Regions from separate parts of the Mus musculus genome. Here region 1 is linked to region 2. A link is a contact called in public promoter capture Hi-C data. All regions are on one chromosome and are shown on one strand. The core of a region is the stretch at or near the end of the contact, and the rest is flanking DNA. Distances in the headings are between cores, read along the strand shown. Region 1 holds the start of Kcnh5 (potassium voltage-gated channel, subfamily H (eag-related), member 5). Region 2 overlaps Prkch (protein kinase C, eta).

What was found. Promoter capture Hi-C pulls out the DNA fragments that hold promoters and counts their contacts.
Region 1: a promoter capture Hi-C map of hippocampal neurons shows a contact between it and region 2, with 6 times the contacts expected there. The contact joins the promoter of Kcnh5 here to the enhancer-like site in region 2. A contact is called at or near these places in 3 of 39 promoter capture datasets (hippocampal neurons, liver and stem cell-derived epiblast-like cells), 2 of 484 Hi-C or Micro-C datasets (cerebral cortex and cortical neurons) and 1 of 115 datasets of contacts at active chromatin or transcription factors (astrocytes).

The regions. Positions count from the first base shown.
Region 1 is chr12:75,175,993-75,179,545 of GRCm38.p6, reverse strand. Kcnh5 (potassium voltage-gated channel, subfamily H (eag-related), member 5) reads left to right here and starts at 2,214. Exons shown (of 11, transcript NM_172805.3): 1 at 2,214-3,090. The coding sequence starts at 3,018.
Region 2 is chr12:73,697,732-73,701,106 of GRCm38.p6, reverse strand. Prkch (protein kinase C, eta) reads right to left here. Exons shown (of 14, transcript NM_008856.4): 6 at 3,061-3,190; 7 at 799-926. Among named protein-coding and RNA genes, the nearest start is that of Gm34189, 83 kb to the left of the region's middle. Within about 2 kb of position 1,361, at least 52 of the 459 cell types and tissues checked have an H3K27ac peak or open chromatin away from gene starts, as enhancers often do. A contact at or near this core is called in cortical neurons and hippocampal neurons, where this site is marked.

The DNA of each region.
Region 1 (3,553 bases), core at 965-3,464, 1.5 Mb before region 2:
CTGTTGCCATACAAATCCAAGCTCAGGTTATTATTTACAAGGAGCCCTGGTTACGGGTAGGAGGCCCTATTCTAGTTTCTACCCCAAGTGCTCTAAAGCACTGTTTCCTCTAGATTAGGACACTTTATCTTTCCAGGCATCAGTTTTTGCCTGAGTGAGAATCTAAACTGGAACATTAAGGGAAGTGTAACCAAATGCTTTGACATTTTGTAATGCCCAGCTAGCTGCTTTAGTTCCATACAGTCATTAAGATAAGCCAACAGTGTAATGCCATCCAGAAATTAAGGATAAAGAAGAAAGGAAGCATGCCATTTTAATTAAAGCTGTGGATGGGAATAATGGGGACATTCTACAGTGATTGTGTGACTGCGTCTTAATGGAGTCCGAAGAGTTTCCTCTTTGGGAAGTGTGAGCTAATACACCCACAGAGAACTGATTAGGACGGGGATATTTATATTAGATAGGAAACGCTGGGAAGCTGAGACTTCAAATCAATACCCAGAGGCGAGATGTGGGCAGCTGAGGATGTGCAAAAGAACATATAGGCTGAAAATATTCCCCGTCAACGTTGATGGTAGAATTGCCCTATCATGCTACAAGTCAAGGATAGAAACCTTGCATAGAGATGCTTGTATTTTCAAGTATTATGTCTGTATATTCAGCACTCCACCAACAGCTGAGTAATCTGGGATCTTTTAGAACAGGTCATGTAAGACACAGCAGAAGGGGAAATGAAGTATGTGTTTAAAATTGGGGTTGTAGTGATGGGTCTGGTTGTGAAGTCCTTGTTATTCCTGTGGCCCAACCCGTTTTCATTTTCCCTCAGAAGGAATCTCCATGGAGCTAACTTTTGGCATGGCCACCTTTCAAATTTGTGCAGCTGCCCTGGCTCTGGGTGGGGAGCGGAAATTTTGGAGGAAAGAAAAATTACCGTAGGGTAAAACCTGGATCCTGGCTTTACATTTAACTCTCTGCCAGAGATAGATACATAGATAGGTAGGTAGGTAGGTAGGTAGGTAGGTAGGTAGGTAGGTAGATAGATAGATAGAGCGAGCAAGAGACAGACAGAGACAGAGACAGACAGAGAGACAGAGAGCTAGGGAGAGCACTTTAAAGGCCAGTGAATGGAGGAGTATTTCACTGTCACAGGCCCGTAGGTAGCAAGTAGATGCTGCTGCTCTTACTCTCAGGATGCCCTCTGTTTGACAGGCAATCATTTCCACAAAGATTACCTCGCCCTGGGTAGCTTGACCCCAGCAACCAAGATGTATCATTCAACTAACCTTTACCCTTTGCCCCCTGCCTCTCCCCCAACTCAGAGCCTTTTCTGTTCCCAGAGGGTTCTTGACTCCACAGGCCCAGGTGGAGTCTCCTAAAGGGAAGTTTAGGGTTGCCCTACGCTTGTGGCTTGGGTATCATATTTAGGCAGAGGGTTTATTACCAACAGATTGATAAACTCCATCCTCAGAGTTCTTAGCGCCCCTACTTAGGGATAAGGCCCCCAAATTTGCATGTCAAGACTTCTTAGGGGATGCTAATGCTGTAGCCTGGAGCAAAAACAGCGCCTTTCACAAAAGAAGGGGCTGCCAAGCTCTTTGGGCTCCCCCTTTCTTTTCATGTCTTCCGGTCCCTTTCTCACTTGTGGAAATTTCCCTTTCGTGTGGCTGCCCCCTGCTTTTAGACCGCTTTTTAACAGTCCCACTCCGGTCCAGGTCCTGAATGTAGAGGAGGGCGGCCTCTCCCCAGCCTTGCGCAGCTTTATTCTCTCAGCTTGTACCACTTTTCCACGCAAGCGCTGCCGGTTGCTCGCGCTCTTGTCTGAATTGTTGACTCTCTCTTTGGACTGCTAGCATCGAGCATTAAGTGAACTCTTATTTTTCTTTTTTCTTTTTTCCAAGTTTGGGTAGGGGGATCCGGTTTCCTGTTCTCCTGTACTTAGCAGCCCTGGGGTAGCTCTCCAGAGGCTGTGTCAGAGCCAACCTCCCTCCCCACCCCTCGCGCGCCAAATCCAGCCTGGGGCGCAGGGCCATTCCGGGTGCCAGCTCTGCTCTCATATTCCATCTGGCTTCTGCTCCAAATAGTGGGGTTTCTCAGGGTGTAGAAAGCTCCCGTGTGGAGGCTTCAGGCGCCAGAGCCCGGAGGGGGGCGGTAGCAGCGTCAGGTGGCTGCTCCGCGTCCCCGAGCGCCACCCAGTCACTTCCTACTCGGCGCACAGTCTGGGCTAGAGCAGGAGCCCTCTTGCATCTCAGCCCCAGGACCCGAGTCCTCCGGAGCTGCTGGGGTTTCGGACAGCGGCAGCAGGAGAAGCTGAGATGTGACCTGCTCTCCCCAGAGATTGCCATTTCCCTCTCTGGTGCCTGCCTCGCGAACAACAGCCCGCACCAGCCAGCGAGCACTTGTCTGGATCTTCCTGGAGAAAGGAGCAGCCACTAGGCGCTCGCAAAGCCTGGACAGAACTTTGGCTGCCCTGGGTAGCTGTGAAACAGCTGAGTGAGAAGGGTGGGCTAGGAGACCAAGGGAGCAGAGAGCTAAGGAATGGGGTCTTAGCCTGGGCTAGGGGTGGGGAGAGGGAAGTCGAGTTGCTCCTCGCTCTCTCCCAGAGCCCGGGCGCGGGGCAGAGGGAGAAATGCTGAGCCCGCGTCCGGGCTCCTGCCTCCCCGGCAGCATCTTCAGCAGCAGCCTCAGCATCAGCACCGGCGGGACAGCGACAGCGGGGGCGGCGCAGGCGCACTGTGCCCGGCGGAGCCTGCAGTTCCCCAGCCCCGTGTGCGGCACCGCCACAGTCTGGGCAGCGGCGGCCGGGGGAGCGCTACTACCATGAACTGCTTGGTCCTCCTTCCCAGAGCTGCTCATCCGGGTCGGGCTGGAGACACACTCAGGGGACCCCGCCGCCGCCGCCGCGCCCCCTTTTCTTTCAGCACCATCTCCACTACCTTTTCCTCCTCTTCTTCCACCTTTTCTTCCTGCTTCCCCCCCTCCCCCGCCGCGGATCCTGGCCGCTGCTTTCCAGACCCAGGATGCCGGGGGGCAAGAGAGGGCTGGTGGCTCCGCAGAACACATTTTTGGAGAACATCGTCAGGCGCTCCAGTGGTAAGGAGAGTTGCAGTTCAGAACATTCCCTACCTTCATCCCGCCCACGGCGCCCCCGTCCTGCCCATCCCATCCCTCTTCTAAGGGGGGAGGGGGTGTAGGCAGTGGTACCTGGTGGCTTAGGGTGGGTGGGGGCCGGGAAGGAGGTGGTGGAGGGACTTAAGTTGCATCTGTTTCCTAAGAGAGATGTACCCCCTCCCACCTGTCCAGACCTTAGAGTAGGAGCTAGGAAAGGGGGTGGGTAGAGCGGAGGTCCATCAAAATAGCTTTGAATTTCACTTTGATGATGAATCGCTCCTTGTCCCATCGCTCCCCAAACAAGCTGCAAGCGCTGACCAAATTCTTAGAGCCAGTTTTTGGAGGAAGCTTTCCTTTTAAGTTGGGAATGACTGGGAAAGTGGCCACTTCATCAAATTTAAGTCACTAGGATGGCTTTTGGACCCACTGTGCACAACTGAAAGTA
Region 2 (3,375 bases), core at 112-2,611:
AATTCTATCTTTTTAATGATGTGCTGTCAGCAGGTAGATGTTTCCCCCAGTATTGAATACCATAACACTAAAGACACTTGATGTTACAGAGAAGGAGGCACTGCCCATTCTGGGACTGTCACATAGCCTGGCTCCAGATCTCACAGCCATCCAGACATGGCTGCTTCCCAGCCTCCAACCAAGGATGTGGGCCAGAAAGACAACACTAAGAACTAGGAAGCAGCAGCTAAGGCTCTGATGGACAGCATCAGCTGGATGTCACTTGGGGAGGTTGCAGGACAAAACACAGCCAGGGCAAGAAAACCACTCCACCCATTCCCAAGCGTCCCGAGGAAGGAGCTGTCTGCTGCAGAAAGCAGGAGATGAACTCACAACCCTGGACACGTGCTGCAGTCTAGGGAAGTGGAGAACCCCAGGCACTGGCACCTTCAACCCCATTTAGAGATAAGGAAGCAGAGGCCGGTGGCTTCTGACCAGCTGTCCCGATTGGACACCAGCCAGGGGCGTACCCTAGGCATCTGGATTCTGAGATTCTTGCCAGACCAGATTGATAGGAAGCTGATTTTAAGGGGAGGTGGGGGGTGAGTCCGTTCTCTTGCTTCATGATATACATGCATGCTCACTGTTTTGAGCCCTAACTGTGTAGACTCTAGTTGGGGAGATAAAATGCCTTTTTTAAAGCACAGCAGACTTGTTCACTGGATTTGCTGAGATTATGTCCCCCTAGACTCTCATTTGAGCTCATTGCACCGGAATAACTTGCAACCTACAATACACAGCCAGAGGCAAAGGGCTCACCGAGGTTGGAGAAATATTTCCGGGTTGGAGACCCATCCCTGCCAGGGTCTTGGCAAGCTCCACGGCATTCACCCCGCAGTTTGGGGCCACGTTCGCCTGACACCGAATATGTACATTCATCTTACATACTGGAGGGAAGAGAAGAGAATCCAGGTTCACAAACGTGCTTGCAGGGAACATCGGTAGCCTAACGACTGTGACAGAAGAACGATACGGGCAGCTGGCAGTGTGATCTCACAAGATTAAACTCGCATTTAGAACAAGTCCTGGCATTTTCCCTGCTTCTGATTAGTGCAGAGGCAGAAATGCTAGAGCATGAAAGAATAGCAGGCTTCGAATAATAGATTTTGACTCTCTTCACCGTGGCTCGAGAGGATAGACTCATCTAAATCACACGTAACAGTTGCCTTGGCAGCAAGACACGATACAGAGATGAAGATGCTCATCACAGAGACCATCACGGGGCGGTTAGATAACAAAGGATCATGCTAACTGACTGCACTCCCTCTTGCCATTAAATAAAGGCAGCAGTCTCCAGGCTGCAGCTTGGTCACTGTTCAAACAAGGTGGAAATGGGTTTCTGAAGGGTTTATGCACCTTCTTTCCGGGTACTGCTGTGGTTGGGTGGTACTCCTAGCCCACAAAGAACATCCGGTAGGGCTGTGGTTCTAACTGTTTTATAGGGAAGAAAAAAAATAGCAAACTTTGAAGTGTTTGAAGGTCAGGGTTAATGACATTTGGAGAAGGGAGCAAAGCAAGCTACATTTCTTGTTATCTGTGAAGCTCCCGGGACAATGACAGCTCCCAGGTTTAATCGGCAGACATAAATTACTATCATGTTTCTTGAAGTGGGTCCTGCTGACAGAAGGCCCGGCTGAAGCCTTGTGCAATAAATGTCTCTTCGATGGAGCCACTCCGTCTTTGGAGACACAGAACAACCTAGACGTTATGGGGATTGCGTTTGTCCTTTGGGAAGCTTTCTTTATGAAAACGGACACCGCGTGAAGCAGAGAGAGGCCCTGATGCTTAAGCTCCATTAGCTTCATGGGAAATCGACTGGTATAGAGAGATGCAAACGACAAAGGCCTTTTAGAAAAGCCCTGTGGCAATAAAACCAAAAGTTGAAGGAGTCAAGTCACTGCAGGTCTGCTGCTCTGGGGCACCCGGGAACAGAGGGCTACAGGTGATCCCTATGTGTGGATCTGTACCCTAGCCGGAAATACAGGAAAACGGAAGTGGCTCACTCCCCGTGAGAGCCTGAGACCAGTAGCAAGCAACACCTCAGGCAAAGCTGCTGCTTCACTTAAGCTTGCTGCTGCTTCAGGTGAATGAAAAACGGTGCCACAGGGCCAGAGAGATGGGCTGTTTGTGCTGGTTTTCTTCTTACCCCAGGCTGCTCTGGGCCTCACTATGTAGATCGACCCTTGGTGCTGGAATTAGAGGCATGAGTTACTACGCCTTGCTAGAATTTGGTCCCTTTTGCTGACAGACAGTTTGACTGTCCCAGACAGCCAACGAAAGTTGTCATCCTAGTGTGTGTCTCATAAGGCTTCAGGTGCACCCCAGATAATCACATACTCATGGAAAATGACTCCGGGCCAATAGCTCCACAACCCCTAACAAAACAGGTGCTGGCCTTTACCCCACTCAGAGCCTTTGAAAAGGCAAGAGCTCCAAACAGCACCGTGTGCAGTTGGTGAGGTGCCAGCCACCATCAAAGCTTCAGCTCTCGCTCTTTGCCCTACCAGCTTCTTCAGTCACACCACAGGACTCTTGCAGACAACCCACGCAGCTCCTGCTAATGTGACAGCTCAACTGCTCCCTACTTCTGATGAGAGCCAGTTCTCACTTAGAACCCAAACCTTCTCTTCTGGTCATTCAGCTATACCTCCTCCCACCTGTGCTCTCTCTCTCTCTTTCTCTCTCTCTCTCTCTCTCTCTCTCTCTCTCTCTCTCTCTCTCAGAGAACCCATTTTCAAAGCCCTCTTTCAAATGCCTCTTAAAAGCATACTCAGCAACAAGTAGCCAACAACTAGCACAGTAGATCTTTAGATGTAACTTCTAATTTAATCTATATTATTATAGGGATCTGACACACTTCTCTTTACATGTACTCCAGCCCAACCAGTGATGCTTAAATAACACAACTCAGGTATTAATATGTAAACCATCAGCCCCAGGTCAGATTATAAGCCCACAGAACTTCAAAGGCTTATAGTACAATGCTGTCACAGAGAGAAGGAGGAAGCCAGCACTCCTTACTTTTACACTGAAGTCCTTGTCGCATTATCCCCCAGAGCAGGGAGCCACAGTGGTCACAGAACGTGGGCACCTTGTAATTGTGAACGTTGAACTTGTGTGGGATGTTGATGCCAAACCGCTGTTCTGCAATCTGGGGGAAGAGGAGGATAGGTCAACTCTCTCAGCAATGTCTTTTGTGATGACCGGAGTGGGAAATGACGAGGATTATGGTGACACCCGTGCTGGGTATATTATTATACCATGCAGAACTGTCCTGCTATTTGGATCTTAGCACACTTTGTTGATGAATAAGACAGGACTAAGATACAGGATATA